6 separate regions of the Mus musculus genome follow, and all the other regions are linked to region 1. The links are chromatin contacts, called in public HiChIP or PLAC-seq maps. All regions are on one chromosome and are shown on one strand. Each heading gives the region's core, a stretch centred on a gene start, on an enhancer-like site or on the middle of the called end of the contact. The rest is flanking DNA. Distances are from core to core; before and after follow the strand shown.

Evidence for each region. HiChIP or PLAC-seq counts read pairs in DNA pulled down with a chosen protein or histone mark.
Region 2: an H3K4me3 HiChIP or PLAC-seq map of embryonic forebrain shows a contact between it and region 1, with 6 times the contacts expected there. The contact joins the enhancer-like site here to the promoter of A330033J07Rik in region 1. A contact is called at or near these places in 3 of 39 promoter capture datasets (cranial neural crest, embryonic stem cells and liver) and 7 of 115 datasets of contacts at active chromatin or transcription factors (astrocytes, craniofacial prominence, differentiating embryonic stem cells and 4 more).
Region 3: a contact with region 1 is called in an H3K4me3 HiChIP or PLAC-seq map of embryonic stem cells, with 6 read pairs. The contact joins the promoter of Card19 here to the promoter of A330033J07Rik in region 1. A contact is called at or near these places in 1 of 39 promoter capture datasets (cranial neural crest) and 1 of 115 datasets of contacts at active chromatin or transcription factors (embryonic stem cells).
Region 4: an H3K4me3 HiChIP or PLAC-seq map of embryonic midbrain shows a contact between it and region 1, with 5 times the contacts expected there. The contact joins the enhancer-like site here to the promoter of A330033J07Rik in region 1. A contact is called at or near these places in 2 of 39 promoter capture datasets (cranial neural crest and liver) and 9 of 115 datasets of contacts at active chromatin or transcription factors (the NIH/3T3 cell line, craniofacial prominence, embryonic basal ganglia and 6 more).
Region 5: an H3K4me3 HiChIP or PLAC-seq map of embryonic forebrain shows a contact between it and region 1, with 7 times the contacts expected there. The contact joins the enhancer-like site here to the promoter of A330033J07Rik in region 1. A contact is called at or near these places in 3 of 39 promoter capture datasets (the 3T3-L1 cell line, liver and second pharyngeal arch cranial neural crest), 9 of 115 datasets of contacts at active chromatin or transcription factors (the NIH/3T3 cell line, astrocytes, embryonic basal ganglia and 6 more) and 1 of 9 other capture datasets (adipose tissue).
Region 6: a contact with region 1 is called in an H3K4me3 HiChIP or PLAC-seq map of embryonic basal ganglia, with 4 times the contacts expected there. The contact joins the enhancer-like site here to the promoter of A330033J07Rik in region 1. A contact is called at or near these places in 7 of 39 promoter capture datasets (the 3T3-L1 cell line, cranial neural crest, frontonasal cranial neural crest and 4 more) and 5 of 115 datasets of contacts at active chromatin or transcription factors (embryonic basal ganglia, embryonic forebrain, embryonic limb bud and 2 more).

What each region holds. Positions count from the first base shown.
Region 1 is chr13:48,260,926-48,264,994 of GRCm38.p6, reverse strand. It overlaps A330033J07Rik (RIKEN cDNA A330033J07 gene), which reads left to right and starts at 2,372. Exons shown (of 3, transcript NR_102303.1): 1 at 2,372-3,075. It overlaps Id4 (inhibitor of DNA binding 4), which reads right to left and starts at 3,879. Exons shown (of 3, transcript NM_031166.3): 1 at 3,057-3,879; 2 at 2,648-2,710; 3 at 1-2,043. The coding sequence starts at 3,497. The coding sequence ends at 2,666.
Region 2 is chr13:47,271,637-47,275,705 of GRCm38.p6, reverse strand. No RefSeq gene overlaps it. Among named protein-coding and RNA genes, the nearest start is that of Gm52039, 36 kb to the right of the region's middle. Within about 2 kb of position 2,020, at least 83 of the 459 cell types and tissues checked have an H3K27ac peak or open chromatin away from gene starts, as enhancers often do. A contact at or near this core is called in differentiating embryonic stem cells, where this site is marked.
Region 3 is chr13:49,214,353-49,218,421 of GRCm38.p6, reverse strand. It overlaps Card19 (caspase recruitment domain family, member 19), which reads left to right and starts at 2,396. Exons shown (of 6, transcript NM_026738.2): 1 at 2,396-2,485. The coding sequence starts at 2,479.
Region 4 is chr13:47,388,891-47,392,959 of GRCm38.p6, reverse strand. No RefSeq gene overlaps it. Among named protein-coding and RNA genes, the nearest start is that of Gm35733, 48 kb to the left of the region's middle. Within about 2 kb of position 2,134, at least 2 of the 459 cell types and tissues checked have an H3K27ac peak or open chromatin away from gene starts, as enhancers often do.
Region 5 is chr13:47,428,693-47,432,761 of GRCm38.p6, reverse strand. No RefSeq gene overlaps it. Among named protein-coding and RNA genes, the nearest start is that of Gm35733, 8.0 kb to the left of the region's middle. Within about 2 kb of position 2,146, at least 5 of the 459 cell types and tissues checked have an H3K27ac peak or open chromatin away from gene starts, as enhancers often do. A contact at or near this core is called in embryonic forebrain, where this site is marked.
Region 6 is chr13:47,503,515-47,507,583 of GRCm38.p6, reverse strand. No RefSeq gene overlaps it. Among named protein-coding and RNA genes, the nearest start is that of Gm40936, 44 kb to the right of the region's middle. Within about 2 kb of position 1,988, at least 4 of the 459 cell types and tissues checked have an H3K27ac peak or open chromatin away from gene starts, as enhancers often do. A contact at or near this core is called in embryonic basal ganglia, where this site is marked.

The DNA of each region.
Region 1 (4,069 bases), core at 1,123-3,622:
GGGCAAGCCCTGGGGTGGGAGGTGGACAGAATCGCACAGGTTTTATAGAAACCCTCCATGAATTTTTAACCTCGCACTCATTTTGACCCTTTTCGTTGAGTTATCCCCCCTAGCTGACAGCTAGGAACTGTGACATTTCAGATCCCCATAAATATTTGACTTTGACTTCATAAAAAGTCCCTTGGGTCTATAATACTTTTATTCTTGTATAATCTGAAACAAATCCTTTTCCTTTTAAAAATCAAACAGAGCACGTTTACACACAGTTCACTATTTACAAAGCACCCAATTAAATCCCACTTAATTCTCCCACTCTTAAAAATTCCATCTAACTGGTATGTAAAATACCCATTACATTAAATGTGTGATGTTCATAAACCCTGGAGTTCTCAGCTCACCTAGAATATATGATTTTTCCCGGAAGGGAAGAAGGGTCCTTAGTCAATCCTATAGCGTTAAGAAATCACATCAGAAGTCACAGTACAAGACAGATAAATCTACTTTTAATTTTCACATGTAAAAGTTACACATCACATGGAATTGGACAGTAGCTTAGTGGTGACTGACATCGCTATAGTGAAAATCATTTTTTTATAGAAAAATAATCTAGATGTGGTCATCAGAATTTTTGGTCTACTTAAGTTAATATTTGAAGATCGACTTTTATCCCTGCTTGAAGGATTTTCCAGTATGTTTTTTTTTTCTTTTTTTTTTCTCCTACTGATGCCTATTAATATTCTTTGGAGGGAAGAGGGCAGAAAATGTCCGTTTCCAAGAGTTTGTCCTTTGGTAGCAAGCAGAGAACATTTTTCATTTCTATGATTTAAATAATCTGTACAGATATGAAACTTCATGACATTATGCTTTAGTGTAAAATGAAGGGCGAGCATTTTCACTTTGAAAAGACAGCAGTTCTGTAGACTTCTTAAAGGTCCAAGCATTTCTCCATCCTATATGCGAATTCACTCAGAATCTATTTTTGACCTCAGTTCAAAAAGAATAATAATAATAAAAACCCCACACACTTAATTCTTTATATATTACACTATAAAACCCTGTACTTAAAACCCGAGAAGGTAGGTTTTTACCATGTACACGTCAAATACAAAGGTTTCCATCTAGGTTAAAGAAAGCACATTTGAAAGGACTCGTAACTGGTTTATTTTGTGATTGAACACCTCATGCAATCATGCAAGACCAGTACCAGAGAGCTGTTACCTCTGAGCCTCAGAAACTGGATACTGGGCAAAACAAAACAAAAAAACCAAATCAACAGCCTGGCCAAACAGAAAACATCCAGATAGCAAAAGCTCTGCAAGGGAGCTGAAAAATAATTTTCCAAAAGAAATATTCCCATCGATTTTAAAAAAACAGACACATAATATTTACAAAAAATATTTAATTAAAAATATCTTATAATTACAGTAGTCTATTAAAGCGCATATACTTTCTCACACTTATAGAACATCTCTATATATACAGGGTATGAAATGTCACTCACTTATCTATACAATATGTAACATTCTTGCAGAGAAAAAGTTCCCCGCCCTGTTATAATCATCTATTTTAAACAATAGATGTAAAACAACATATCTACAGTGCTCTGGTATATTAGTAAAGCTTCAAAAACAAAAACAGTTCCCTTGTCACAATGTAGCCTCTAAGGTTGGATTCACGATTGCTCTTCTACTTAGCAGTCTGGTCGACAACACTTAAGCTTCGAAGTTTAACTGCACCTTCAAAAGGGTGATAAAAATAACCACAGAAACGTACAATTCACAGCGGTCATAAAAGAAGAAACGAAAGAGAATACGTACGGTGAATGCTCGTGAACGTGCAAAAAAAGTAAAAGTGAATTTAAGTTTTATTTTTCCCCTTCTCTCTCTCTCTCTCTCTCTCTCTTGGAATGACAAGACGAGACGACGTTTCTAGATTTGCTGAAGATTTCCCCCCCTTTCCTCCGGTGGCTTGTTTCTCTTAATTTCTGCTCTGGCCCTCCCTTCCTAGGGCTCCTGGCTCGCTGGTGCTCAGGCGGCCGCACACCTGTGGAAGAGGAATGAATAGAGGGGGTGTGTGAACCTTCTCGCTGCAGACTAACTGGCGCCACCGACCAAACTCAAGACATGCATGATCAACAACCCAAAACAAACCGCCGGGTCAGGCAACACCCGCAGCCCGAAGCTCAGCCAAGTGCCCAGGAGGCAAATGCGGGCTGGGGAAGGCCAATGGACAACGTTCGGGGCGCTCTGCCCACATCCCTCTTTGTGGATGTCAGGCCGCTCAGCTGGGCATGAAGGGGAGGGAGGAGGATTGGGAGATCTTGGGACACTGGGATAGTTTCTACGGTCACGAGGGTGTCCTCTCAGAGGTAGAGGAGACCAGCAGAGCCTGTCGGTCACAGGCAGAGGAACGAGGGCGGCGGGGACCACAGCTGATGAGGCTCCGCAGAGAGTGATCCCCCCCCCCCGAGTTGGAAAGCTAAGTGGACTGTCTCGCTAACTGGGTGGCAGAGAGGTATGGGTGTCCCCGGGGCTTTTACGCTTCGAAATGCTAGGGGACAAAGATCGCAGCAGTGCCTGGCACCGGCAGCCCCTGGGGAGGTGCGAGCATGGTAGCCCACTAACCATTCGGGGACCTGAGCGCTCACCTGGCCATCCATCGCAGCTCAGCGGCAGAGAATGCTGTCACCCTGCTTGTTCACGGCGCCGGCCTGGAACAGCAACCCAACACCAAGGGGAAAAACGGTTAGAGTGCGCATATCACAGTGTCGCCACCACCCAGGAGACGTCCTGGAAAACTAGGCAGGCGAGCAGAGTCCCCACCCGAGCCCGAAGCTGGGGAAGCCTCCTGTGATGCAAGGGACACTCCGGAGACGCAGGGCTCCAAGTCCCAACCGCCCTCGGCTCAGGGACCAGTGGATCACCAAGCCCAGCAGGCGGCTCTCGGTGGAGACGGGAGAAGCGGCTGTCATTCCCTGAGAGGAGCAAGACCACCCGTATCTCGCCGCCCCGCCACCTTTCCCGCGATGCCCAGGGTGCCCCGCCAAGGCTTCTCACCGGGTCAGTGTTGAGCGCGGTGAGTGGGGTCCGCGGCGGCGCGACCGGACAAGCCCCGGCCGGGTGGAGAGGTGGCGCGGGCGGTGGCGGCTGTCTCAGCAAAGCAGGGTGAGTCTCCAGCGCCAGCTGCAGGTCCAGGATGTAGTCGATAACGTGCTGCAGGATCTCCACTTTGCTGACTTTCTTGTTGGGCGGGATGGTAGGCACGAGCCTCCGCAGGCGACTGTAGCAGTCGTTCATATCGCACTGCAGGCACAGCGCCGGCTCATCGGCCGCCGCCTCGGCCGCCTTGCAGCGCGCGGCCGCCGCAGCGGCGGCGGCGGCTGCCGAGCCACCCAGGCTGTGGCCGTGCTCCGCCAGGCAGCGTAGCGCCAGCTCCCCGCCGCCGCAGCCCGACGGCGCCTTGCGGCCCGAGGGGCGCACCGGGCTCACCGCCTTCATCGCGCGCTTCCTGCGCGAGAGGACCGCGACAAGCGGTAGAGCGAGCTCCGGGTCCCCGCCCGCAATTTGCTTTGCTCCCCTCTCCTGCGCGTCCGGCGCTCGCAGCACCCGGCGGCTCCGAGCTCCAGAAATCGACCGGAGAGCTGCTCGGGGTTTTGGAAAGGGTATCTCAGGTTTTTGTTTTTTTGTTTTTTTTCTTTTTTTGTGAGCGACAATCGGCCCGAAGCAAAAGACAAGAAAAATCAAAAGCCCCGGAAAATAAAAAAAGTAGCCCACCCTGGTCCCTGAGCCGTTCCCTTCTGAGCTTCGACTAAGGTGGATCGCCCGGTGACTGCCCCCCCTCAAAGTAACGACTTCCAACCGCGCCTCCCAGCTCAACAGCGTCGCTCGGCTCCGGCACAGCAGTATTTGTAGAGCCGCGCGCCTTGGGGGCGGGGCCAGCGCGCGGGCCGGGTCGCCACAAGAACCGGACGCGGGCGAGCTCGGCGCGCGGGCGGCGGCGCGGAGGGAGGTGGCGAGGGCGGGGCGCCGGGCAACCCGAGGGCGGGGATGGGCGGGGGGTCGGGAGTGAC
Region 2 (4,069 bases), core at 771-3,270, 990 kb after region 1:
GCCCCCTCCAGAGCACAAGGCAGATCATAGTCAGCTGCTGTAGACAATCCGAAGCTGCCCCATAGTCCACACCTGGGATTAAAATGAAAACAGGTAATATTTCTGTGGGGTGCTTTGTTTTGTTTTTGTAAGAAACTAAGACTCCAAAACTGTCATTACAGGGTGTCACCTGTCTCTTTGTTTACCGTATCTCACTAACAGGAGAGAAGCAGAAGGCTACAGGAAGACAGGCTGCAAAGCCCTCATCCCTGCCACCCACGGCTGGGTGACACTTTAGCACCTCACCCACTCGTATATAGTCTGAGGACTGGTTTTACCTGAAAAGCTACTCGTTGAGACTGAAACTTGCAAAAGCTTTCTGCATTTAATGAGAATAAGGTGACGCTGTATTTCAATATAGAATTGTTTTTGTTTTATTTTGTTTGGTTTGTTTCTTTGTTTACTATAATCTCTAAGCCCAATCAAGACAATGAGTACCACACATAGCTGGATGAAGAAATAAGTTCCGGCATAGGGATGTGCCAATATGGGCATGTAGACCCAAATTCAGGGCCTCGGCGACCATGGGAAAGCCAGGTGTGGCAGCATGCCTATAACCCCCAGACTGGCAGGGAGATCCTGGGAGCTCAGCTGCTGGCAAAACCATCAAGCTCTAGGTTCAGTGAGAGACCTGTCTTCAAAAGCAAGCCAGAGCTGGGTACGGTGGCACACGCCTTTAATCTCAGGATGCGGGAGGCAGAGCCAGGCAGCTCTCTGTGAGGCGGAGGCCAGCCTTGACTACATAGTGAGACTCAATCTCAAATACATGCATACATACATACATACATACGTACATACATACATACATACTCAAGGTAGAGAGCAATAGAGGAAGTTACCAGATATCAACTTCTGTTCTACACACACGCACACTCACAGATGTACACATGCAATACACAGGAATAATTTCTAATGTTTTGCACAACGCTGGTTTCACAATCATCTGTTACATATTTAATAAATAACTGGAGAAAGGCACTTCCAAATAAAAAGAAATTCTAAAGATACGCATGTGGGTTTTCCTGATTTTATCAATACATACTGCATAATGCATATTGAAATTGCACTATATATGTTGGCATTCCTTCTAGGCTCCACCCAACAGTTACCTAGCAACAGCCAGGTAGGCCTGGCTTGCTATAAAAGGGACTGTTAGGCCTCTTCCCTCTCTTACTCTCTCTGACTCCCTGACCCGCATTTAGCTCTTCCTAACCCCTTTCTCCCTCTCTCCCCTTCCCTTCCCCCCTCTCTCCATGTGTTCCTGGTCGGCATCCTCAGTGTGTGTGTGTGTGTGTGTGTGTGTGTGTGTGTGTGTGTGTGTGTTCTTCTCTGTCCCCTCTCTTTTTCTCTCTACTTCTACTCCCTCCTCAATTCCCCCCTCCCCATTCCCCTAAATAAACTCTATTCTATACTATACCAGTCCTATGGCTGGTATGGGGGGGGGGGTCCCCAGTGTGGGCCTGCTGAGGTAATTCCTCCCACCTCACCATACCGGGGCTCTACTAACATACCCTTGGCTAAAAAAAAAAAAAATAAAAAAATAAAAATAAAAAACTTAACACTGTGCCCCACAAATATGTATTATAATTAATCAACAAATTATGTTAATGAAAAAACTTGTAAAGTTTGAGATGGAAATCTTAACTATATTAGCTAAGCATTGCATACTGTATACATGTTTTGCCACATGGCGCTCTGTAAATGTGTACAATTAAAATAATAATTAAAGTCTACATTCTATCCAATTCCCAACCACAATTCTTTCAATGCAGACCAGGGAAGCGTGCTGAGCTGAGACTCTACAGAGGGAAGCAGTGTCCTACAAACCCTGTGCCCCTCACTGCTATCCAACCTTCCTGTGACCCCTTGCAGGCTGCACCAAGCAATTAACCAATTTCGTGTCCTGGAGCCCCCTCTGCAGTGGCCCGGACAATGTCCCTGGCATATGCTTATTCCCACGGTCAGAACAATGGAGACGCTCCCTTTATCCTGCTCCCCAACCCCTGGATTTAAAGAATGCCCTTTGTGAGGCCTGTCTGAGACACAGAGGGGCAGGATGCTCAAACCCTCGCGGCAGGACGCCTGAGGCATTTGCATAGGGTAACACCCCCTTAGACTCTACCAACAGAAGAGAAGCTTTCTTTTCAGGGCTCGCTGTGGCTTTGATGCTTCAGAACGCGTTACCTTTGTGAGAGGAGCCAAAGGAGATTGCATACAGGGGACAGTTTTCCTACATGTGCGTTCCGCCCAGCGGCTCTGGAGGCAAGGAGCAGCCCAGGAACTCCAAGAGAGGAGCTAAATCCCATCTCCCACCCGGGGCTTTTCTTATAGTCAAACCTCGAGTGTAAATGGGTCAAAGATTTTTATATAGACCGGCCTTGACTTGAGCAACCAAGAGAGAGGGTCTGGGGTCTATCACCCTTACCTGGGCTCTCTTTATCCACATAGTTGGAAAGCTTGCACTAGGTACCCTAGACTCCCACGAACATATCCTGGAAAGCAAATATAAGGTTTATGGCCCCAGCAAGTTCTCCCCCAGTGAAGCCCGTGTGAGCCACTCAAACTTTCCCTGCCCAGGTGACTCACTCGATGTGAATGCCTCCTGTGCTTCCCCTTCACCCTCCAGCGGATTGTATAAGACTTGTATGAGGCTTCCTTTCCAGTATCGCTTTCCACAAGCCTATCAGCGTAATTTTCTTCTCAATTTTAAGTCTCCTCTGCACAGAGCTCAAAAATCTTCAGCGATGCTCCTTTCAGCCTAGAGATAAAATCAGATCCCCCGGGTGACTTCACGATCTGTCTACACACCCTGACTCCCTCTTCTCCAGCCAGGCCAACTGGGGAAAAAAAAAAGTAGGTGCTTTATTGTGAGTTTTAGCTGGGACAGAATCACCTGTGTGCTGTAACCCAAAGCAGCCCAAGGAGCTTCCGTAATCTTTCAAGGACTTCAAGACAGTAAAACTGGATCCATTGCTTCAATACAGAAAAGATTTTCAAAGGAAAGCCAGTATTAATCAGAGTTCAGACTTAGGCAATCTACAGAAAGAAGGGCACACAATAGATAGATAAATACATAGAAAGATAGATAGATAGATAGATAGATAGATAGATAGATAGATAGATAGATAGATAGAAAAGTAGGTAGGTAGATAGATAGATAAGTAGATAGATAGATAGATAGATAGATAGATAGATAGACAGATAGACAGATAGATAGACAGATAGATGGCTACGCACACTGAAGAACATGAGTGTAGGCTTCTCAAAGAAAAGCTGTCATTTGTCAAAAGCTACCTTTAACTTGGACTTTGAGCGCAGGTGTCAAGAGAACGAGTTTTGGAAAAAGAAGACTTACCCATGTGTGGGTGTGGGCTTCTCCACTCCACCTGTACACAATTTTGCTGGTGGATGTTCACAGGATCTCACAGGGCTGCTAAAAATGTTATTTTCCTTTTCTTTCCCTTCTTCGATGAGTGAGATTATGGGGTAGCTGCAGAGGCCATTCAGATGGGCTTGCACTGAGAGAAGGTAAAACCAGGAGCTGCGAGGGTGACCCAGGGATTTCAGGGAATGTCTTTTGCAGTAAATAGAGTTATTTTTGTATTTCTTTTTGTTTTCTAAGATTACTAGAAAGACTAGGTTTACAGCCAAGAAAGGAGGGTCAAATTTTAAGGGCTGGAATTCTTTTTTTTAAAACTGAAATCTATTATTATTGTGTATATGCATAGTGTGTGGGAGGTGTCACAGTGTTCACAGGAAGGAACTCAGAGGACAACATTGTGGAGTTGTCTCTTGCCCTTACACTTTTTTTTTTTTTTTTGGTTTTAGGTTTTCAAGACAGGGTTTCGCTGTGTAGCTCTGGCTGTCCTGAAACTCACTCTGTAGACCAGTCTGGCCTAGAACTCAGACATCCACCTGCCTCTGCCTCCCGAGATTAAAGGTGTGTGCCACCATTGCCCAGCTCTCCCTCACACTTTTATGGCGTTCCCAGGAATCAAACTCAGGGCAGCAGGCTTGCAAGTCAAGTGTC
Region 3 (4,069 bases), core at 1,147-3,646, 950 kb before region 1:
AGGTTTGTGCTGCCATGACTAGTTTATTTGGTGTTGGAGTTCTATCTAACCCAGAGCTTCATATACGTTAGGCGAGCAAGTAAGCACTCCACCAACTAAGTCTCTCAGTTTTGTATCTGCCAGGCCTCCACACACCTATTCCTTGGCTATAAACCCCATACTGCTTTTACTATATTCAAAATAGAGCCAGGTTATCTTCTGAGCCTAGCTTTTATTCTTTCCCTTTACTACAATGGTCATAAGTACTGGTCCAACAGGCTGTGACTTCTGACCAGCTCAATTGTCTATGCCAGTGAAGGCTCCCAGCTGCTTTGCAGGAGGTGGGGTCCAACATCAGCTGGCCTTTCCACATTCAAATGTCAACAGGTCCTGCCAGCAGGCAAGCAGCAACCTGTGCCCCTTAGGGAAGAGGAGGAATACCCAGGGCCTATCCCTAGATCTGGGGTCTACCTTGCATCTCTTGTAGATCCTGGAGTGGACATTGGGTGTGTTTTGTAGCCCCGTGTGTCCCTGTAGCTGTCCTGTCTCAGACTAAGGTCTTCTCTCCCTGCAGGCTTGAGGTAGGGGGAAGGGGACTCCTATATGGTCTAGGATGTAGAATCTCTGTGAACTTGAGTGTTGTCCTTGGATCAAATGTTGCACAGACTCTGGAGTGCCAAGAAGCAGGTAGCCTGCAGTTGGGAGGCTACCTCAGACTGCTAAAGGGGGTGAGGGCCTCAGTTTCTCTCATGGGACCAAGTAAGGTCCTCAGGTTCAGAGGAAGATACAAAGGTGGAATGCTGGCCTTCCTGATGAGGAGTCTGGCAAGGGATGCCTAAAAATGCATGATTCAGGAAGTCCTCAGTCTCACCCCACTGCTAGAACACAGTGATGGGTGTGCAATAATTGGAGCCCTTCAGAATGGTCCCAATGGGGTCTGTGCAGGGTTCCTGCAAGATGTAGCCCTTGGATCTAGCCCAGACTGGCCCAGGCACACATGTAGGTCAGGTACATAGTACCTATACCCTGCTCTGGAACAAAGTCTGTCCATGCTGTCTGTCCCCTCTGCAGGCACAGATTAGTGCTGAGGACAGCTGCCTGCTGACTCTGCATTTGCCTGGCCGGTGGGGAACCTGAGCAAACCTCGCTTTCTGCAGTTTTTAGCAAGGGGCAGGAATGTATTGATCAATACCACTGGGTCCAAGAGTTTGGAGCTCTAAGTGACCTTGTAAGTCAATCTCCAGATTCCTTTCGAGCCTCTCACTCCCAAGATGAGAGGTTGCAGCACTGGGGAGGACAGAGACAGACACGGAGGGCTCAGGGACCCAGGGGGTTCCTGGACTGTCCGGGAAGTGCATCCAGACCTGGGGCCTCCATTCCTGGTCTTGGTCCTGGTCTGGTTCCAATATCTCAAGTTACAGCTCTAAAGTGTGCCAGACTAGCCGCACCAGCGGAGAAGCAAAATCTGGTGCCTGCTGCCATTGCTGGCTGTGAGGGTCCTGCCTCCCCGACCCTCGCAGATCTCCATTTCCTAGCTGGGCCTGGGCTTGGGGCCTTCCTGTGGTTGGTACCAGAGCTTGAAGAGCCAGGCCTATGTACAACAGAAGGGAAACAAGTTGGGAGGCAGAAAGATTTATCACCTGAGGCCACACATTTTACAGTTAGGAAAATTGAGGCTCGGTCAGACTACATGACTTCCTTAACTAGGCGGCAATGCCAGCCATTTGTCCTCTGTGTAAATGGGGGACTTGGTAGAACGAGGACCCACTAAGTTCTCTGTTAAGTCTCAATTCATCACTGTCCGGTCGAGGCCCTGTGGACTTCCGTTCGGTCCCTGGTTGCCAATGAACTCCCACCAGCCTTTTATGCCAGACTTGACCTCCTATGTGACCTTGGGTAATTCTCGTCTCTTTTAAGACTCGGTTTCTTCATCCAGGAGATGGGAGTGGGGTGGCCAGAGCGTAGCAGCAGAAAATTGAACTGAGAAGTTCACAATAACCTCCTAACCTCCGCAAAAAGCAGGCACAAGACCGGGAGGAGGGGCAGGGCATAGGCGAAGGGACGCCGACCCGGGTAGCTATTGGAGAGGCTGTGAATGGGGCGAGCCTTGAGCCGGGACGTGGCTTGAGTTCTCTGGTCCAGACAAGGACTTGGGTACTGAGTTTCTCCGCTAGGTCACTTATGCTAGCTGGAGCGGGACTCCCGGCGTCGCTACAGGAGAAGCTCCTCAGGGGCCGAGCTCTCTGCTGCGCGTAGTATAGAGTTAGGGAAGTTGTTTAGAGCCCGAGCCGCCCCACGGCTGACGCGTCTCCAGTGCGAAGTACAGAAAGGGGCGTGGCTAATCGGAGGGAGGGGCTTGGGGGCTAAGATGTCGTCGCTGGGCGGGACCTATAGGGAAGAGGCGGGGCTTAGGGCCAGGCCTGCGGGCGGCGGTCACCGGAGCCCTCGCGCCGGGCGGCGGACAGCCGAGGACGACGGGGCGGCGCCGTGTCCTCCGCCATGACAGGTGGGCGCGGGTCCAGGAGGGCGACGGGAGCCGTGTGACCTTGGCGTCAGCTGGCGCCGGCGACGCGGGCGTAAGAGGCGCGCGGCGGCGGGGTGTCCCGGGCTCTGCGCGACGGGCCGGGGGCGCCAGGGGTCTCGGGTGCTGAGTGGGGGGCCGTCGCGGGTCGAGGAGGAAGAGCAGCAGGTGAGCGCTCTCCCGGTGCACTGCACCGGCTGCGCCTGCGGAACGGGCGGTGTCCCGGGACGGGATGGATCTGAGAGAGGGAAATGGTGCTCCTCGCCAGTCTGCTGAGACTTTAGAGCGCCGCTTGCACACAACCCCCTTGGAGGCGGGACCGGCGCTGCAAACCTGGGTAGCTTGTAGTACCAGGGAGACGCCCGTGTTTCCCGCTCTAGATGGGTCTAGAGAATTCGGACCCAACAACTGGATCCCTCTTCTCCAGGATGGCTTGGTTGCCCCAGCCCAACCCTTTTGCTCTGGGGACTCACCCACTTTATTCCTGATCCCAGAGGGACACAGTGACATTGCTGTGCTAAGTTCTCTCGGTAAAAGATCCGATGAGAGGATGAGTCAGCGAGGGACCCCTGCTGCCTTAGAGCCTAGGGAACGTGATAGCTACCAGATGCACTTTTTTTCTGGGAGTCTCTTGTACTTCATATGGCAGAGTTCACCTGGGATAGCCCAGAGAGATGAGGTAACCCCAGAAATCCCAGGGGTCTCTAAACTGGAGTCAGCGTTGGGCATGCACAAAAATAAGACCTCATAGGTTGCAACCTGGTGACTTCTAGAACAGGTTAGAGGAGACCCCATCTTCCAGGCCCTTCTTGTTTGGAGCTGCAATTTCTGAGCATTATGTGTAGAGCCCCTAATATACACTCTTGTTCAGAATAGCCATTTGGGGGCAGAAGGAATATTCTCATGTCTGTGTAGGAATGGGAAGATAAAATCTCAGGTTGGGTAAGTGCCCCCAGACCACCCTGCTGGTCAGTGGTAGGAGCAGAATGGGAGCCTTGGCCTCAGCCTCTGGTTTCCCAGATCCTCTAGTAAGTTCATCAGGATGTGTGGGACAGATCTCGCCTGTGCTGGCCTCCAAGGGCCCATTGTAGAGACAGGATACCCATGGAAAATGAGACATCCCACCTCCAGGAGAACAGGTAGTTGTGGGGGTGGAGAACTTTTAGCTGGAAGGACACAGGCAGGCCTTGATTGTGGCAATAATACGCTTTCCTCTCTGCAGTCTACTTGCTGGCGCTTTGACACTTCTAAGCATCCCACCTTTTTCTAGTGGGAGATGGAGACTGAAAAGCAGAAGTCTGAGAGGGTTGGATGGGCAGCCCTGGGGCGACAGATCCCTTGTTCATTCTTGGCTCAGTGCCCTGGTGCACCAGCTGAGGGTCTGCCATACACATTAGTCTTTGTTGCCTCTGAGTGTGAGTGTGAGTGTGTGTGTGTGTGTGTGTGTGTGAGAGAGAGAGAGAGAGAGAGAGAGAGAGAGAAAGTGTGTGTGTTTGGTGGTGATAGATACTGAGAGTTGTGTCTTCACAGAATAGGCAGTATAGTATGGAGCGAGTGATCTAAGCCAAA
Region 4 (4,069 bases), core at 885-3,384, 870 kb after region 1:
CAAAAGAAAATATGTGCTCATCTCAAAGGGTTTTCTAGACAGCGTATCAGTGAGTTTTGACCATTGGTCTGTAGCTATAGGTATTTGACTATTCGAAATCCATGTTGGAATCTCAAAGGAACTTTAAAAATCCCAATGCTCTAATGCCCAGGCCATAGTTAGAATCTCAGATATTAAGTTGAAATCCTCTCTCTCTCTCTCTCTCTCTCTCTCTCTCTCTCTCTGTGTGTGTGTGTGTGTGTGTGTGTGTGTGTGTGTGTGTGGTGTGTGTGTGTGTCCCTGTGTGTCCCTGTGTGTCCCTGTGTGTCTGGCTATATGTGTGTTGCTGAGATCTAAACCCAGGTTCTTACACATGCTAAGCAAGCACTCTACAACTGGCATCTTTCCCCAACCCTTATCAGAACTATTCTGATTAATTCTTGCTCAGAGAAGCTTCCACTTGCAGTGGGCAGCCGCAAATGCAGAAACCCATAAATGGTCGATGTGAATAAATGAATACTGAGTGCTCTGCCCTACATCCACCCTCCAAGCCCCAGAGAATGTAACCGAAAAGTTGGAAGAAAGAATCTAAGAGGTGAAGAACAGGAAGGAGGGCCATGAGATGCTCTCTTCTGGATACCGCACGGTCATTGTGATCACGGACACACAGCCGCCATGGTTAACCTGCATAAGACGCACACAAGATTGACCCTTCAATGTTCCATCATAGATGGGGAAGGTTTCATGAAACATTACCCCTCCCTGAGGAGACAGTTCATGGTTGCCAATGGAGTTGGTGCCATTTACTTTAGTGATGCAGCCACTGGTAAGTTGCCCTTGCTCCAGCACGTAACACACTGTACGCACGCATACTCACATACACACCCATCTTTCTGCAAGCCTCCATAACTATACTCAGCCAGTCCTAAAACAACAAAGGAGACATGAGAGTAGAAGGGGGGTTAGTAGAGAAAGGAGGAGTCAGCAGGAGGAGGTAAGAGGGTGATGGGAGTGACTATCATAATATACTATATGCATACAAGATCTTCAGAAAAGTAAATAATATTAATAATAATAACTATACAAATACCCCAAGCTAAAATATGCATATAATACACTGGATCTGACTCCAGCCAGCCTGTCTCAGGAACACAACACACTACAGAGTCATTTGTTTGTCACAAACCCAGGGAAGCTGTCTGAAAGATGGGACTGACTCATACTGCCACTTCCTGGTGTTGTACTCAGTGTCGCACTGAGGAGAAGATCAAACTTCACAGTTCAGTTTCTATTGAATGTGAATAATTTTCACACTACCATAAAGTAAAAGCTCCTGAGGTCACTGTATATATTGGGACTTATCAGTGTATGTATACACACACACACACACACACAGAGAGAGAGAGAGAGAGAGAGAGAGAGAGAGAGAGAGAAGCACCTTATTTGATATTCAAAATAAACTCTCAGAAAGCCTAAGTCTGTGAAGATAAATTTCCAGATGCCACAAGCTGCATATGATAAAGCCAAAATAAAGATGGATATTTAAGTCAGGTTTAAGTTCTGGCTCGAGGGGGCTCTTGCTTCAGTGCACCTGGGAGACTTGGGTACTGATTGTAAACAGAGAAGAGGGATAGAAACCCACATCTCACACCTGCAGGTGCTGACAGCAAGCCTTATCACACAATGGCTGCTCTGAGAGTCTCAGTGCCACAGTGAAAGGCTCCTCGGTGGTGTCCATCGGCCCTAGGGTGTCCTCATTGTCCCTTATGAGACACCAGCAGCACCAGCGGTCATCCTCACACCATGTGACCAACTCAGACATTTCACTGGCTGCAGAAGCAGAGAGGGGAAGTAAAAGGGGAGTGAACGTGGCAGCCATTCCTTTAGCCAGCTCCTCTGGGGACACAGGGTGATGTTCTGTCCTGCCTCACACACATCTGGAGAAGGACATGCATATTGTCTCTTGGCCACTGAGGAAACTGACGTCTAGAAACATTAAGACATTCCTAAGTTATACATCTGTACAATGATCTGTCACTAGGTCTCCATGACTCCAAGGGCAGAGGTCACTCTCCTGGGCCAGGCTACCCTTGCACAGAAGCAAACAGAGGCAAGTAAAGACTGGCTGTCCCTTCACTCCTAAGCAGTAGCTGCTGACAAATCACTTAACACTTGAGGGTGACCCTAAGCCAGGGTGACCTCACCTCCACTCATAGCGACAGAGACCCTATTGTACATTCACAGAACTATCCATATCTTTCATGGAAAAACAATTCAGCCTACGACAGAGAGAAGCTATTTACCAAATTCTACCATGACTACAATCAAAGAGAGTCAGAGAGTCAGTGTAATATTAGAATACAATAGAGGGGCTGGAAAGGTGGCTCAGTGGTTGGGAGCACTGGCTACTTTTCCAGAGGACTCAGGTTTGATTCCGAGCATCTGAATGGCAACTCACAACCACCTGTAGTTCCAGTCCCACTACAGTTCCCTCTTCCGGCCTCTGCAGGCACCATTCACACCAGCAATACACAGGCATGCACACAGATTTAACACCACAACATAAAAAAGTTCAATTTTAAAATATGCACCAGACATTAGAATGGTACAGAAACCAAGATATTGAAAGGCCGGAGGCCAAGGGGACCATGAACAGCTGCCCACCATGTTCTGCAAAGCACAATGTCCCATTTAGGCAAATGTAGGTTCTGAAAGGAAAAATTTCCCTGCCTGTAGGAGGGTAAGGGAAAACGAAGTAAAGGAAAGAAATTCTACTGAGATAACAAATGGCCAAGTTAGACTGACATTTTAAAAGAAACCAAAGCCACATAAGAATTCAATATACGTATCTCACAGCAGATAAATACACATATACATGTGCCAAGCAGTTCACATAGAAAATCCAAGCTGTATAGCTTAGTGGAAATGTGAATGTGTTTTAACGAGTCACTGAATAAATGCATTCTCATGAATTACTCTCAGTTTTGAGCCTAACATTTGCTATAAAATCCATCTCAAGATAATTGCCTGTGCATAGAAGGAGCAAGGAGAAAAAAAAAAACCTCAGGCACTGACTTTCTAAGGCTGTGGGAACTATACATGAGCAAAACTTTTTTTCCCCCTTGGGACTACTTCTAAAGAAACCGCTGCTTTATATGGTGTTCTGTCTCCCTTCACTTCCTTTAGATGTCTGCACTCATCAGAGAGAGCAGCAAAATTTCTGCTGAGACATCACTTTTGCCCCCACCTGACTGCATCACATCCGAGACAATGCTTAGAACTTCCTCCGCTCTTTGCCGTGCAAAGGGAACCCCTGCTTTCAAGTGCCTTCGATGAGGACAATCGTGACATAGGTCCTCCATCGAAAGACAGAGATGTGAAATAAAAATGTCTCAAACGATTAAAATGAAAAATTAGCACCAGAAAGTACCGCCACTTCTCTTTGGATTCTTGTCGACAAATAATTTAAGAATACATTCATCTGAATAGCTGTTGTATTTTCTAGGCCAAATATATATGTGGAGACAGTCGTTTTATTCCATTCAGGGTGGGAACATGATGTGGCTATTTGTCATGTGAACATAGGATGGATGCTAGGTCCACTTCACTCCTCTTTTGTCTTCTTTTCCCGTCTTCTTTAAAGTTTAATCAGACTTTTCTATCATCTCCATAACAGGGACTTGACAGAAACTTCATCTGTGAGATGGTGGATCCACAACCCATAGTTGCCAAATTCCAGCTTCACTGTCGTAACAGCCCCATCCCACAGATAAAGGGCAAGAAGACAATGTGCCAGTGTGTCTACAAGTGAGATGTTCATGGCTAGCATATGAGAGTTTTCCTGGTGAAAAAAAAAATGGCTTCTCTACCATGGGGAATTCTACCAAAGCGAGTCAATGGGAATGTGAGATTCATGCTCATAGAAGCCAGGAAAAATATTTTTTTAAAAAACAGGTTGGAAAATCATCAAAAAATGCAGCACTATATGCAATCTTATACGTACACCCTTTCTAGACTGATCTCAGTGACTTTATTCACTAGGAAGCCCGCTGCACCTACATTTCTCCTCCTTCCAATCTGCTACTAAGAA
Region 5 (4,069 bases), core at 897-3,396, 830 kb after region 1:
TTGAGTCCACTGAGTGCTGACCATATGCCCTCAGGTGTGAGGCTATCCACTGGGGCATGGGCAACCTATCTGCATCCACGTTCCCAAAGAGATCGAGACTTGACTCCCTTCAGCAACTATCAACCACCAATAGCTTCTCTTCCAAGGGCCTTCCTCATGGCACCACCCCCATTTGTGTTGGCATTTTTTGACTGGCTCAGAATTGTGCCAATCTTCTGCCAGTAACCACAGCTACTGGAAGCTGCCATGGACCACAGCCATGTTACATCTCTCTTCCTCCTGTACAAGCTCTTGCGTTCTTTCTGCTTACTCTTCCTCGACTTGGGTAGAAGAGGTTTTGCACTCTGTGAAGAACTCCCTGGCCTGCCTCAGGGAACACATAGAGTTTGATTCCGGGTGCTGATTCTGTTAAGTTCATCGAGTGCGTATTTTAAAGCTAAGTGGGGACAAGCTCAGAGGAGGATGCAAGAGAGGGCCACCCTTCTTTCAACATGTTTCCTAGAAGTCAGAGATCAAGCCTCCTGTCCTGAGGATAACATGTGCCTTTTCAGATGTATGGAATCTGGGAGTGATGTATAGGTGTTGGTGCAAGAGAAGCAATTTCACACATTGCATGGTCAACTGAGAAGTCCTCAGAGTGAGGATCTCTCATTCCATAAATATGTCCTCCATCATCAGTCACAGGCTCTACCCTGAAGATGAAGTAGATGAAACTTCTGCTCTGGTGTCTATTGTGTAACAAGGTGCCCACCAGTAGAGGGAGAACTCTAGAGCATGAAACAAGAGAAGCTCTCCCCTAAGACCACTGTATGAACTCGCCTCTATTCCCTCCACACAGGCCTCAAATAGCCCAGGATAGCCTCAAACTTGCTACAAGGCAGGGGATGACCTTGACCTTCTGATTTCCTATGCACCTTCCCCTGACTGCTCAGATTACAGGGTCACACCACCACATCCTCTCCTATGTGGTGCCCAGGCTGAGCTCAGAGCTTCCCCCACACAAGGCAAGCACTCTAACGGCAATCCCTCCACGCTCTTCTTTTCCAGTGTGTCTAGGAATTTGCAGGGCTCCACTTGCTTGTCATTCACTGCTGAGCATCCTTCCTGTCCACAGCCTGCGACGGTCTTGAAGGAAGATACTGTGCACAGAATTCCTTAAGCCCAAACCAGAAAGGCTCTGAAATGTATTCTCCTCTTTCCAATTCGGTTTAAACCTCCGTGACTCCACTTCCTTCAGAGCACAGTTATCTAACTAATCATTGATTAGCATTCTAATGTGTCCTGAAACTCGAAATTAGAAAACATTTGAGTATCTTCTCGAACTTAAGGTCAGACTGTATGTTTCTAATCTCCATAGACACAAATGGAGCAAAGCACACACCTTTGTATATGGCGGGCCCATGTATGTGTGCATAGAGCGTTCAGAGGTGGGTCATGGGTTGCATGGGTGGATGCTAGATGATAATCTCTGATGGAATGTCAGAGACTGCAGTTCGCTGATCCGTATGCAGCCTTTTTTGCTTTGCAAATCAGTAAACTGGGTGACTTATTTCATAAAGGAATCATCAGAAACTCATTAGGAAGGCTGTTGGCTTGACCCTGATTAATAATCTGCACCTAGGCATTGTCAGTAGAACTTAATGTGTTGGAAATGACAAGAAAATCATACGAAAAAAAAAAAAAAGCCTTGAAGTCTGCCTCTGATTTCCCCACTAGCATTCGATTCTTCTGGAAAGATGTGAGCCTTCTATGTGCTCAGCCTATGAACACAAAACCCCGAGAGCCCAGAGAGTAAAATCCTGACAGTTCTTATTAAGGTAAAAATGAGGTTACAGAATTCATTTTCAAAGTTTCTTCTCACTTTTTTTTTTCAAGTTAAATTGGCACTACCAAATTTAATGACAGGGCTATCCTGCTGAGTACAGAGCCCAGAAAGCGGCTCCTCTCCTTGGTCTGCGAATCCTTGTCTGCTCTAATGTCTCTTGTAATGTGACTAATAAGCAGCCATCAGCATATATACTGTCCTCTGGCCGGCATACCCAGCAATCAGCGGAGCAGCTATTCTGACGAACAAACCTGCATCGTCACTCAGGGTTTCTTTGTGACATCCCACAGTGTGAAGATGGCTTCCACTCAGCACGTCACCGAGAACACAAACAAGTGCTCTTGCTGCCCTCGCCAGCCAGCTCTCCTCATTGTTGTCATCCAAGGTCCCACTTTTCCCCCACAGCCACCCTTCATCCTCTCGGGGAAGTAAAGGGCCCAGTGCCCTGGATCTTTGAGCTCAGGCCTTTGACAGCAGCCTCCCACCACCCTTCTGCCAACCTCATCTTAGAAAGAGATGGAAATACAGACAGCAAAGGATAGAAAGCCAAGGAACGTTTCAGACTTCCCAAGGCCGGTTTCCTTCAGAGAAAAATAATAATAAGCTCATTAAAATCCAGTTGAGTCTGACATTTTCCCTTTTACCTTTCAATCTTTTTATAGTCTCAAATCATTAACTATCAGCATGAAGCTAAAAGGTAGATCTAGCCATCTATGAAACGCTGACACATTTGACAATAATACTTTTGAGGAGCCTGTCACGTTCTTTCCCCTAAACAAGTCTCATTAATGCTCCAACCTCTCCGACTGTCTGTATTTTCTCTCTGCTTCTTTTCTCCTGGCTTCTCTCTAATTAGCTTAAGGTTTTTTTTTTTTCTTTTCAGTTTCCCTCATTCCACAGTTTGCGTTTAAAAGAAACAAAAGGAAGTAGATGTCATTTCCATGAACCCCAAGGCCGAGTTAATCAGCAGAATTAATGACTCTATTACCCATTAGACTGGGGGTGGGGGCTAGCCTCTTATCTCCAAGCACCCTGTGTTCACGATCCGCCATGCTTCCTCCTTCTTCTGCTCCTACAACTGTAAACTTGTGCTCTTTCCGAGAAAATTCTGGGGTTCAACATATTTGTGCCACCTTTCGTTTATGGCTCCAGGGTGTGAAGTAGGAGGTAAGGTGGGAGGGGTCGCTGCTTCTGCCTGCAGTGTCCACGCTAAGAACATATCCTGTTGCTAACTGAGGAGAGACAAAAGGAAATCCCTGGGAAGCCTAAGGAAGAACACTGACCCCGCTGTCCCTGGGTGGCTTGCCACAATCAATGCTTCCTTACTTCAGAAACGTCAGAGGTGTAGCATCAGACACACGCACAACACAAATACCTCTTCGGTTTTTCAGACACATGCTGTAGAAATAAAAACCATATGGAAACTTATGCCAGCTGAGAGTGGATTTGCAAAAATTTAACACAATCATGACTAAGGGATGAATATAGCATTTGAAAATGTATTTTAAGTGTGTAAGAGTGTAGAATTCTAATACTATAGTTGCTTCTTCTTGCGCAAAGTCGAAGGAATATCATTCTCATACCCTTAAGGCCAATGCCAACGAGATCGCTGGAGCATTTAGAACATATCCGGATGCTTCCTTTAGAGGCATCTACCTGGAGCCCCGCATCAGGTGAGGAAGGTTTCAACCTCTCATGATTCAGCAACATAATAGCACCAACAAAAATTCCCTGCTTAATTTTTAATGGTGTGGCTATCAATGTAAAGGGAAAAAAAAGATGAATACAGATTTTTTTTTTCTGGTCCCTGAAATAGACTTACAAAGAATATAAATACCATGGCATTGAAGAGAAAATATTTTTCCTTCATTTTTCCTTCATTATCCTTCATTTCTCTCCCAGTTTAAAAGGCGAGGAGGCTGGAGAGATGGAGAAGGGGTGAGAGAACTTGGCTCTTCCACGGGACTCAAGTTTGATCCCTAATACCACATCAGGCAGCTCACAACCACCTCTAACATCATCTCCAAGGGACCTCCTACTCTGTTTTGAATTCCATAGGTACCAACACAAGTGTATACACATACATACATACATACATACATACATATAAATAAAAATAAAATAATCTAAAATGTTTTAGTCTTACGTGGTAGATGATCTTTGATCCAAAAGAATATCATTTAAAATAAATAAATAAATACACAAATAGATAGATAGATAGATAGATAGATAGATAGATAGATA
Region 6 (4,069 bases), core at 739-3,238, 760 kb after region 1:
ATCAGGGTCCTTTCAGCAAAATCTTGCTAGTGTATGCAATGGTGTCAGCGTTTGGAGGCTGATTATGGGATGGATCCCCGGGTATGGCAGTCTCTAGATGGTCCATCCTTTCATCTCAGCTCCAAACTTTGTCTCTGTAACTCCTTCCATGGGTGTTTTGTTCCCTAGTCAAAATTTCTTTATTTCAAAATAAAGATATGATTAAGGGTGACAGTGGCCCCCATGAAGCAAGCATGTCACTCAATTAGAGACAAGTGTCACAAGGAAGAAGACAGTTAAGGAGTCAGACAGAAATAGATTTAAAGGAAATTGAGTGGATGAATTATATCTGGGTTTGATTGACTTAGAGAATCAGGTTCTGTTTGAAGAAGTAGACTCCAAATTGTTCAAATTTCCAACTCTGGCTGTGTGGTCTGTTTTTATCAACCACCTTCTTTTTGCCCTGGAACCTAGCCATTCAGAAGCAGAAGGCATTGCAAAGGATAAAGGCCATCCCTTCTGACTGCAGAATGGCAGTATGAACTTATAAGGGATGACTATACCCAGTCTCTAACACACTTCCTGGAGTGCTGCCTCTGTACAGACAGACTCATGTGGGCTATATTTTAAGACCATCAGAGAACCGATCTGAGTTTTGTTTCATTTTGCTTTAAATCATTGTACTTAGGGTTGAGATTCATTAAATCCGAGACTATTTTCCATAATGATCAATGTTTTCTGAGAAGAATTATCCTAGTGAATTATTCACACACCCTGAGACTACATACACATTCCACAAGTGCCCCCATGAAATAACTAACACAATATGCTAGACAATACTGACATGGCTTTCTGAAAATCCTAAGCTTTCATACCTAGTAATTTATGTCCTACGAGAATATGTCTTATTGAGACTATCATGTGATATACATCATACCCAACGTAGCATCATGTAGTTTATATACCTATGTCATGTTAGACTATCATAAACCAATTACATTTTAAAAATTCCAAAACAAATGGATATATATACATGGATCACATTGCTGGCCCCCTTTCCTAGTTCTTCTAAAGTTTTCCTTGGGAAGAAACAGAGCAGGGTCTCCATCATCGGAAACAACACAAAGTTCCCAACACTTTTTCAGTCTCAGATTCTTTCATCTGGGCCCCTTATTCACTCAAGTATGCTGGATCCTGTATTGCCATGGAAGCAACCACACTGCTGGCCTGAGACCCTTGCAATGACTTTGCACTGTTCATGAAAACCCTCCCAACAGTCCCTCACGGTATTCTACTTTTATCTATCCCAATGGATAGCAGGTTCACAGAGACAGCAGAATACAGCAAGGCCATCCATGTCTCCTTCTTGTCAATGACCAGCTCACAATCTGCCTGGCCCAGCCCAGCGTACACATCAGCGAATGCTTATTAGAGTTTACTCCACACAGCTTTCTAGAATCCATTTTTTTCTCAATATCCTTGCCTCAACTTTTCCATTCCCAGGTGAATTAGTCTTTTTATACAATCTCCCTTTCCATCTTTCTGCTCTCTCCCACTCCAAAAAAAAAAAGAAAAATCGAGGTTTTTTTTTTTTTGCTGTAAAATATAATTACCAAATAGCATACAAATATATGGCCATGTATGATCTAAGGAACAGCTGCAAAATTGCTAATATTAGGTCTAATTTAGCTACAATAAATTAGCAAATGTGTGGAAGCGCGATGATGACAGCCTAATTATAACAAAAGTCAATGCGCTGAAGTATACGGATGACAATACATACTAATTTTAGAGAGAGAGAAAGAACCCTGCACCATGTGAGATGCAGGAGACAAGCAGTCAGGACTAATGGCTCACACACATATACTTAATGTGGCTAGTCCCTGTAATAGAAACAAAAAGATAGATGAAGCTGTTCAAAAAATCCAGCAGTATCAAGCAATGCGGGCTAAACCCATTAACTGTCAGGCTAATAACACTCCACGTGCTGAAGTGCAGTAAGACAGCGGTGCTTTCCCCGGGATGGTGGCGGTTGTACCCGTGCACACCTGTGAAGAGGACGCTACATCCATCGTCGCATTCATTATGACAGAGAGGAAGAACAACGCTAATAATGTAAAGTATAAATGGGAAGGAGCAGGCTGCACAGAGTGACATTTGCATGGTCCCAGTCAGCTTGTTAGCTGAAGTGGGTTTTAATTAGCTATTTTCCAGCAAGTACACGAGCGAATTAGTGGCGGCTATAAACAAGAAGAGATGATCAGGCCCGAAGAGAAGGAGAAATGATCAGGGTGCCTTTGCCGAGGTTGGGATGGGGAGGGCATCAAGAGACAAAGCTAATCTAGACCACTTTTCTCCGCCATATGTTTAAAGAGTATCTTGTCCTGAAAGCACCTAGACAATGGGACAGTCCCTCTTCCCTACAGGTACAGAAACAGAGGCCTACAAAACTTTGCAGGGTTGACCCAGTTTACACCTCTGGAGCTGTCTGTAAGAGACATCCTCTGATTCTATGTTTTCCAGATCATATGTGTTCTGAACTGTTGCGCATGGATAAAACCCTTGAGAATACAGTCATGTGGTGGTCCAGGAATATAACTGGTTATATGCCCTGATCAGCTCCGCCCTATGTAACACTCAAGAAGAAAGAATATTGGAAACAGTCGGGAATGCTGGCTCATGCACATAACACCAGCATTCAAGAGGGGCAGAGGGGGTTGGGGAGCATTTCTGCAAGTTTGAGAACTGTTTGAATTCCAAGCCATTTGAGCTACATATTGGAGTGTGAGACTTTGTCTTGAAAAAGGAAAAAAAAAAAAACAGGAAAGAGTATTAGAAACAAGATAATAGCATTTTACTATAGTATCTCTGAGAAACAACTATTCTGAGTAAATACTCAACACGTGACCCACCAATGAGTACCAAGTATTGCACACAGCATTAAGTCCTAAATGCAACTTAAACTGATTGGAATGATGGGCAGACAAGCAATGAGGTTATATAAAGCAAAAGCACACAAGCGCCAGTGCACTGGGAGAGAGGGTTGACGCCTCTCCCCCCAGGAAAGAATGCTGATTTGGTCCATTCATGGGAGGACCCAGTTGCATGGACTAGGAAAAAGCCGTCAGTCACAGCCTGAGTATGGGTTTGGGGTTCTGGTCTCTTCATTGGTCTTTGGTGAGCACTAACATACAGTCATCTCTGCAAAAAGAAAAGTCCAACACTCTCTGGAGGAAGTGAGCAACTGAGAGAGGGTCCCTGGATGTCATGAGCCCATTCCACTTCCTGTCCCCTCTCTCTGCTTCCTGGCTGTCAGCACAATATGACCAGCTGCCTAAGACTCCTGTCACCACCATGTCTTCCCTACCATGAACAACTGCATCTGTTTCCTAACCATGAGGGAACATAAACCCTTCATTTCTTAAGTTGCTTCCTACTGGATACTGAGTCACAGAAACAAGAAAAGTAACTAGGTTTCCCACCAGCCCAGATAAGACAATGGTCTTAACATGGTTAACCAACCACAAGAGGAGCTATGTGCTTTTCGTTATACAAATTAACCTGATTTACAATCCAAGATATATTCTTAAAACAACAAGAACAACAAAATGATCTGGGAACTAGAGAAACTCATATGCCAGGAAATAACAAAGCTCCCTGACTTCTTTATACTATGAATTTGAAAAATACACGCAGAGATTTAAAGGTATTGAAGTTTGAAAGAAGCCAGTAATGATGGAGAGGAAGGCAGCAGCCGGGACAGATGACTAAGATGGATATTGCCAGAGATGTTGCCTCATTTATAGATAATGAACTCAGGAAGAGTTCATAGGAATTTAAGAGCCCAGGGGCTGTATTTACCCTGAGTTATCAACCTCATAATCATAGTTTGTATTTTAAAATAGCAATCATGTATGTGAGAGATATTGCACAGGACAGAAAATTAATCCTGCTTAATGACTTCCCGTCTAGATATGAGGTAGACAAAATGGATGTGCACATGGAAATTTTAAAAGGTAGGTGTCTACCTCCGCTGCACAATTATGTAAGATGAAGAGGCATTGTCTTTGTTTTTGTTTTTTGTTGTTTT